2 separate regions of the Capra hircus genome follow, and region 2 is linked to region 1. A link is a contact called in public Hi-C data. All regions are on one chromosome and are shown on one strand. The core of a region is the stretch at or near the end of the contact, and the rest is flanking DNA. Distances in the headings are between cores, read along the strand shown.

The links. Hi-C and Micro-C count contacts between places; a contact is called where the count stands out from the background.
Region 2: a contact with region 1 is called in a Hi-C map of blood, with 4 times the contacts expected there. The contact joins two enhancer-like sites. A contact is called at or near these places in 3 of 5 Hi-C or Micro-C datasets (all in blood).

What each region holds. Positions count from the first base shown.
Region 1 is chr19:21,450,860-21,454,059 of ARS1.2, forward strand. No RefSeq gene overlaps it. Among named protein-coding and RNA genes, the nearest start is that of BHLHA9, 11 kb to the left of the region's middle. Within about 2 kb of position 1,627, at least 1 of the 5 cell types and tissues checked has an H3K27ac peak or open chromatin away from gene starts, as enhancers often do.
Region 2 is chr19:21,570,989-21,574,188 of ARS1.2, forward strand. ABR (active breakpoint cluster region-related protein) reads left to right here. Exons shown (of 23, transcript XM_018064362.1): 2 at 2,742-2,926. Among named protein-coding and RNA genes, the nearest start is that of ABR, 87 kb to the left of the region's middle. Within about 2 kb of position 1,578, at least 3 of the 5 cell types and tissues checked have an H3K27ac peak or open chromatin away from gene starts, as enhancers often do.

The DNA of each region.
Region 1 (3,200 bases), core at 377-2,876:
GAGCATGGAGTCTTAGCCACTGGACCACCATGGGGGTCCCTGTTCTTTCTGAATCACTTTGAAAATATGGTGTTGTCTTCCTACTTCCATTGCTGTGGATCAGATGTCAGCTTCAGAATAACAGTTGTTCCTTTGAAGGTATTTTTTTTCCCAGATTGGTTTTGAAATCTTTTCACTGTTTTTAGTTTCTGATATATCACTATGACACATTGAAGTGTGTGGGTTTAAAAAATATATATGTATATCTATATTCTAGGATTTGTTGGGCTTCTCAGATTTGTGGTTTGTTACTTCTCAGATTGGCAAATTTCTTCAATTTTGTCTTTTCAGATATTGCTTCTGTTGCACTTCCTTTTTTCTCTTCTTATGGTTCTTTAATCACACATAGGACATTCTTTCTCCTTCACATCTATTCTTCTCACTTTTGCTTTACAGATAATTTTGTTGCATGTATAAAAACAATTTTGAGTACAAATGTTTACTCATATTTTTTTTAAGTAACTCCTAGAATTCTAAAGGGATTTATATAGGTAAATTAGTTCAATGCCCAGTTGTTGTTTAGTCAGTCATATCCGACTCTTCGGCAACCCTGTGGACTATAGCCCACCAGGCTCCTCTGTCCATGGCATTTCCCAGGCAAGAATACTGCAGTGTGTTGCCATTTCCTTCTCCATATTCTACAGATCATTTTAAAAAAGCATCTCCATATGCTTCAGTTTAATTTGAGCCTCCTAATTTCTGCTGTGGGCAGGACAAGATGCCTCTTTTGCCAATAAGAACTCTTTTGTCAGCCAGGCAAAGGCGTTTGCCCAAGGTCACACAGGAAGACAGTGAATCAAGTGGTAGCAAAGAGGCAGGATAACCTACTCCTAAAAGTTTAAGCTCGGGGGACAGATAGCCAGGGGTATGAGTCCTGGATCTGCTACTCAATTGCCTAGTATGGACCAGTCACTTAATCGCTTCTTGCTTGGATTTCAACGTCTGCAAAATGGGGACCAGAATGACTAACTGGCAGGGCTGTTTGGGGAAGTTCATTAGATAATATATGCCAGATTCCTGGCACTGAATAGGTGCTCAATAAATATTTGATGAATGAATTAATAAAGTGTTTAGCCAGCTTGGCGCACAGTCTCTCAATCAATGTTAGCTATTGCTATTATGCGTATATTTTATTTATTTGTAAATGTATTCATTTAGTACTATTAATTTTGTCATTTCAACAAGGCCCTCTGAATTTGGGATCCTCTCTGGTCTCCGGTGCTACCCCACACACACCACCCCCCCCAGTCAACCCCATCACCTCTGCCCCTCCAGGCTCTTCTAGACTTTCCCAGCCCCAACTATAAATCAAGCTCTGCAGACCCTGGGTCTGTAATTAACAAGCCGAGGTGGGCAGGTCTGGGGTAGTCACACCCCACCCCTTCCTAGGGGCTTCCTGCTCTATTCTCTCCAAAAGCAGGAGGGAGAATGCAGGCAGCTGGGGGGTCTCCTACACATCCCTGATTTACCGAGCTCTGTGTGAAGGAGATTTATGGGCTATGACCCGGAGCTGGGACTGTGAGGAGGGCGGGACGCAGAGAGAGGGGACCCAGTGGTCACCTGCCTACATTCGGCGGGGTGGCCACACACGTCCTGCCACGATTCCGGCTCAGGGGCCCCGGGTCCTGGCTCCTCCTTCACCCGTTCTCCCCGGGCCAGATCTGTCTGGTCTCTCTGAGCTGGGCGATCCATGGGCCCACTGACTCTTGACATCCTGCAGCTTGTGGTATCTGTCACCATTTTTCAGATGAGAAGACGAAATCTCAGACTTCATTTGCCCTGACTACAAAGCTTCAGGGTTTTTTTTTTTTAAATTCCATCCCTATTACTTCTTGTGGGTCGATATAAAAATTTCCCTCCAATTCAGCTCTGTCCCTCCCCCATAAAGGAAAGAGCCACCTGCTTGGGTTGGGTCAGGGAAGTGGGGAGAGGGGGCAGACATTCTCTGGGCACTGCAGAAGCCTCCCTTAGCTTCAGGACAGCCTTTTGCATGACTGGTTTCATGCCCAGTTCATAGATGTGGAAACAGAGCCTCCCAGAGGTTTAACGATTCCTAGGAGGTCAGGTCAAAACTCCTCTCTGGCTCCCCATCTTGGTGGATTGAACAAAACCATCATTCACCTGGGCTTCCCTGGTGGCTCAGACGGTAAAGAATCTGCCCACAGTATGGGAGAGATCCCCGAGAGAAGGGAATGGCTCCCCACTCCAGTACTCCTGCCTGGAAAATCCCATGGACAGAGGAGCCTGGCGGGCTACAGTCCATGGGGTTTCAGAGAGGTGGACATGACTAAACAACTAACACACAAAAAACACACACAAATATCATTCTCCTAGTTGCTCCAGCTAAACCTCCAGGGACTGTCCAATGCATCTCCCCCACTCGCTGTCCACCGCACTCCCATTTACTCACAAGCCAGTGGTCCAGCTTGTCACCTTTGCATCCCAGGTCCCCGTCCAGTGTTTCCGCTCCTCTTCACCCTCACGGCCACTGCTCTGTCCAAGTCTCATGGTAGAAGAGTCCCTGCACTGCTCTTACTGGCCTTCTTGCCTCAGTCTACCCACCTTTCATGCCTCCCTCCTCCACTCAGTACCCCCTCCACTCAAGGTACCATTTCGAGGCAAATATGGTCACTTGCCTCCCGGCCATGATGGCAGTGTCAACCCAAGCACTTCACAGAGTTCGTTCTGTGGGTGCAACAAACATTCTCTGGATAAACACATTTGGAAAATGATGGATTTGGGCAAAACCAGGCAGGTTTCTTTGCTGACTCCTGGGATTCTCCAGTGTGCTAATACAGAAATGGAAATAGTTTTCAGCTTTGCCAAATTTATTGACAGAAGATCCTCTCCTCACGTCTCCCAGGGCAAGCTTTCCAGCATACAGACCTGCTGAATAATTACTAACGGGTTGATTGTTAATTGAAACCAGGTGGGAATACGGCTTCAGCTCAGTAGGGAGGAACTTCAGGTAGCCTCCTTAACTTCTCTGAGACTCCATTTATTCCTCTGTAGATGGAATGATAATTACAGCTACCTCAGAGCTGATCTGTGCGTGAGACAGCACTTGAATCGCCATTGGACAGTAATGGCGGCCGTGTACTCCGTCTTGCCAGTGCTTCCTTGAGGGAGGAGGCAAATAAATTAGCTCTTAGCTGCAGAAC
Region 2 (3,200 bases), core at 328-2,827, 120 kb after region 1:
TGTACCGGATCTTAGTGATGGCACGCGGGATCTTTGATCTTCATTGCAGCTTGCAGGATCTTTAGCTGTGGCATGAGAACTCTTAGTTGTAGCATGTGGGATCTAGTTCCCTGACCAGGGATGGAACTTGGGCCCCCTGCATTGGGAGTGCAGAGTCTTAGCCACTGGACCACCAGGGAAACCCCCTTCTCCCTCTTTTGACACCTGGTGGCCTAGCCATGTCCACTCAGCCTTCCTATCTGGGGACCTACGCAGACTAAAGGCTGTGCTTGGCAGACTTACATCCTCCAAGTTCCTAGGGCTCCTTCCTTCTCGAAGGGGTAGTGTCTCTATCTTTTCTGTAGGTCTGTCTTTTCTGGTAGGAGATTCCAGGGTCTCTGGCTGGCTTCCTGGGCTGTTGGGGTCTCCTGGAGTATGAAATGAAAGGGGCAGTATCCAGGAGAATTTGGAGAGAGTTCTATGGGCATCCTTTCCACCCCTGGGCATCCCCGCTGCTGTGGCTTCCACTCTTCCCTCGCCTATTTGGTCAGCCTCCCCTGACAAGCAGGGCTTCTTCTCCAATCCTTGTACTGATGGAAAGAGATTCCTCTAGAAAGTAATGAGATTCAGAAGGGGAAAGATGGCATTTGGAGACAGACAGACTTGGGTTGAGATCCTTTCTGTGCAAAGCTCTCTGAGACTCAGAGACTCTGTCTGTGAACTGGCTGTAGTGAGAGCAGCTTCACCGACGTGGCTGGGCTGAGCTGTGGTCCACGGCCCCCACTCTGATACGGATGAATTGGGCACACATCGGGGAAGCTGGCAGCAAACTTCCCACCCGGCCATGACCCAGGCAGTTCCAGACTGTGCCGTAGAGTCCAGCCTCACCACCCTCCCTGTGGCCCCTCTGCCCTTGCCCTGGGGAAATGTCCTGAGAGTGAAGGCGCTGGTCCTGTGACCCCTGGGAACTGGTCAGTGTAGAGGAGAATCAGTGCAGCCTGCTGGAGTCTGGACTGTTGGCCAGAGCAGGGTTCACCACAGCTCACACCCCTGACCTTGACTCCAGGCATTAATAGGGCAGCCTGGAGCCTCCTGGAGGACAGACGGAGAGTTAATGTGGCGTTTCATTCCCTTGTGCTTCTCCAGAGTAAGTGGGTCTCACCAAACAACCAGGCCCCTTCACAGTGCCAGCCTCGGGCAGGCTGAATGCTGTGGCTTTTCTTCCTCCCTCTCGGCCCCTGGAAACAGCAGAATTCCTGTGTGCCCCCATCAGTGGGTCCCATTTCCCAAGTGCAGGGCACACGTATCCCAGCGGCTGGGCCGCTAGGTCCGGTGGTTCTTCACGTCGGTGCCTGTCCTGGGAAAAAAAATAATAGCTCACGGCCCTGACAGCTTAATGGGCCCTCGGCACAGGAGAGGAAGTCAGCAGGAACAGGTGCAGTGAGGCCGTGGGGGGCGGGGGGGGGCAGCCTCAGCTGCCAAAGGGACAGATTGGATTGAGTGTGGCCGTGGCCGGGCGCCCTGGTGACCTGTTGACACCATTCTCAGGCTGCCGGCTGCCCCGGGCGCCGGCATGTTGTGACAGCGGAGGAGCCAGGGCCCCCACCGAGAACTTGGCTCAAGCCTTGGACTCAAGCGGCACAGTGCATTCCTCTGCCCATTCAATCTCTGCACACGTGCCCAAGGCCCCGCCGCGTGTTGGCCGCGGGTGCTGGGCCCTCAGCGAGGGCTGACACCCAGTCCTCACCCCAGGGGTTCAGGGACAGATGGGCTGGATCACCAGGGGTGCTAGAAGGCCACACGCTGTAGGAGTTCCAAGCTGGGACGCCAGGGAGGGCACCCTGGAGGAAGTGATGTCCGAGCCGGTGATGGGACAGACCCCGCCAGGGTGGGGGTGGAGGAGAGACCCCCCCGCCACCGATGGAGTTGGATGGAGGCCTTTCTCAGGTGCTGTCCTGTCCCGGCTGCCCCGCGGACCCGGCCTGCTGTCCCGGGAGGGGGTGTCTGTGCGTGGGCTCTGGCCTCCGAGTCGTGCTGGCAGCGCCAGCAGGGTTAACGGCAGCTTGACTTCCCTACGGCCTTCTCTGCCCTCCTTCTCCGAAGGAAGCCTCCTTGGAAATTACAGAAAGTGCCGGCTTTGAGGACTCTGCTGTTCCACCAGGTTCCTGCCAGGCCCGGGCCGCCTTCTCGCCCACGTTCTGCCAGCCCTGGGCTCCGACCTGCGCGGAGCCTTGTTCCGAGGGGCGAGGGCTCCCTCGGGGGCCCTTCCTCAGCCCCCACCCCTCGAACCCTGCCCTGCTCCCCACCAGCCAGGGATGGGGCTCCGAGTACAAATGGTACCCAAGGAGGAGGGGCGCAGGAAGTGACATCGCTCGGCCCGCCCCCACCTCCCTGCTCCCTATAAAAAGCAAAATGGTGACTCAGAGGAGAGTTGGAAGCGTCCTGCCTCCTGCTCCCACTGCTAATTTTTAGACTTGGAATTAGGCAGGAGGCAAAGGAAACAGCAGCTCGAAGTACGCGACTGACATGTTATTAAGCGGGTGGCACCCGCGGAGCCGCCCCCCCTGGACTCCCCCGGGCCCCTGAACCGCAGCGCCGGGTGCCTGCCGGCGTCCCGGACCGCGCAGCCCTGCCCGGGCCGGGCGTGGATGGTGGGGCCGGGGCCATGGCAGCCGGGGGCCGCCGCCGCCGCCCACTGCGCTACCAGTCCCTGGCAGCCCTGGTGGAGGACTCTCAGTGGCCTTTCTTGTTCCTTGTCTCAGACTTCAGCTACGGGGCGGACGACTACGACGCAGAGGGGAATGAGGAGCAGAAGGGGCCCCCGGAGGGCTCGGAGACCATGCCGTACATCGACGAGTCGCCCACCATGTCGCCGCAGCTCAGCGCCCGGAGCCAGGGCGGCGGGGACAGCATCTCCCCCACCCCACCCGAGGGACTGGCACCTGGGGTAGGTACCCCTGCTTTTCCTTCCAGGTTGGGGAAGAGGAGGTTTTGGGGGAAAGGAGGGGTAGGCAGGCATGGGTGCTGTGGGACAGGCTCTGCTTAGGGTGCTCCTGGGGTGCTGGACTTGGGAAACTGGGGACTGGCCCTTCTTGGTGCCCTTGGGCATCTCATTCTGGTCCTGGGCTCTCAGACTAGCCCTCCACCATCACCCCTCGCCACCTGCTGCTCTCTGTGCCACCTGGTACCTGTCCTTGCCTCTCTACCAGCCATCTGCTTCC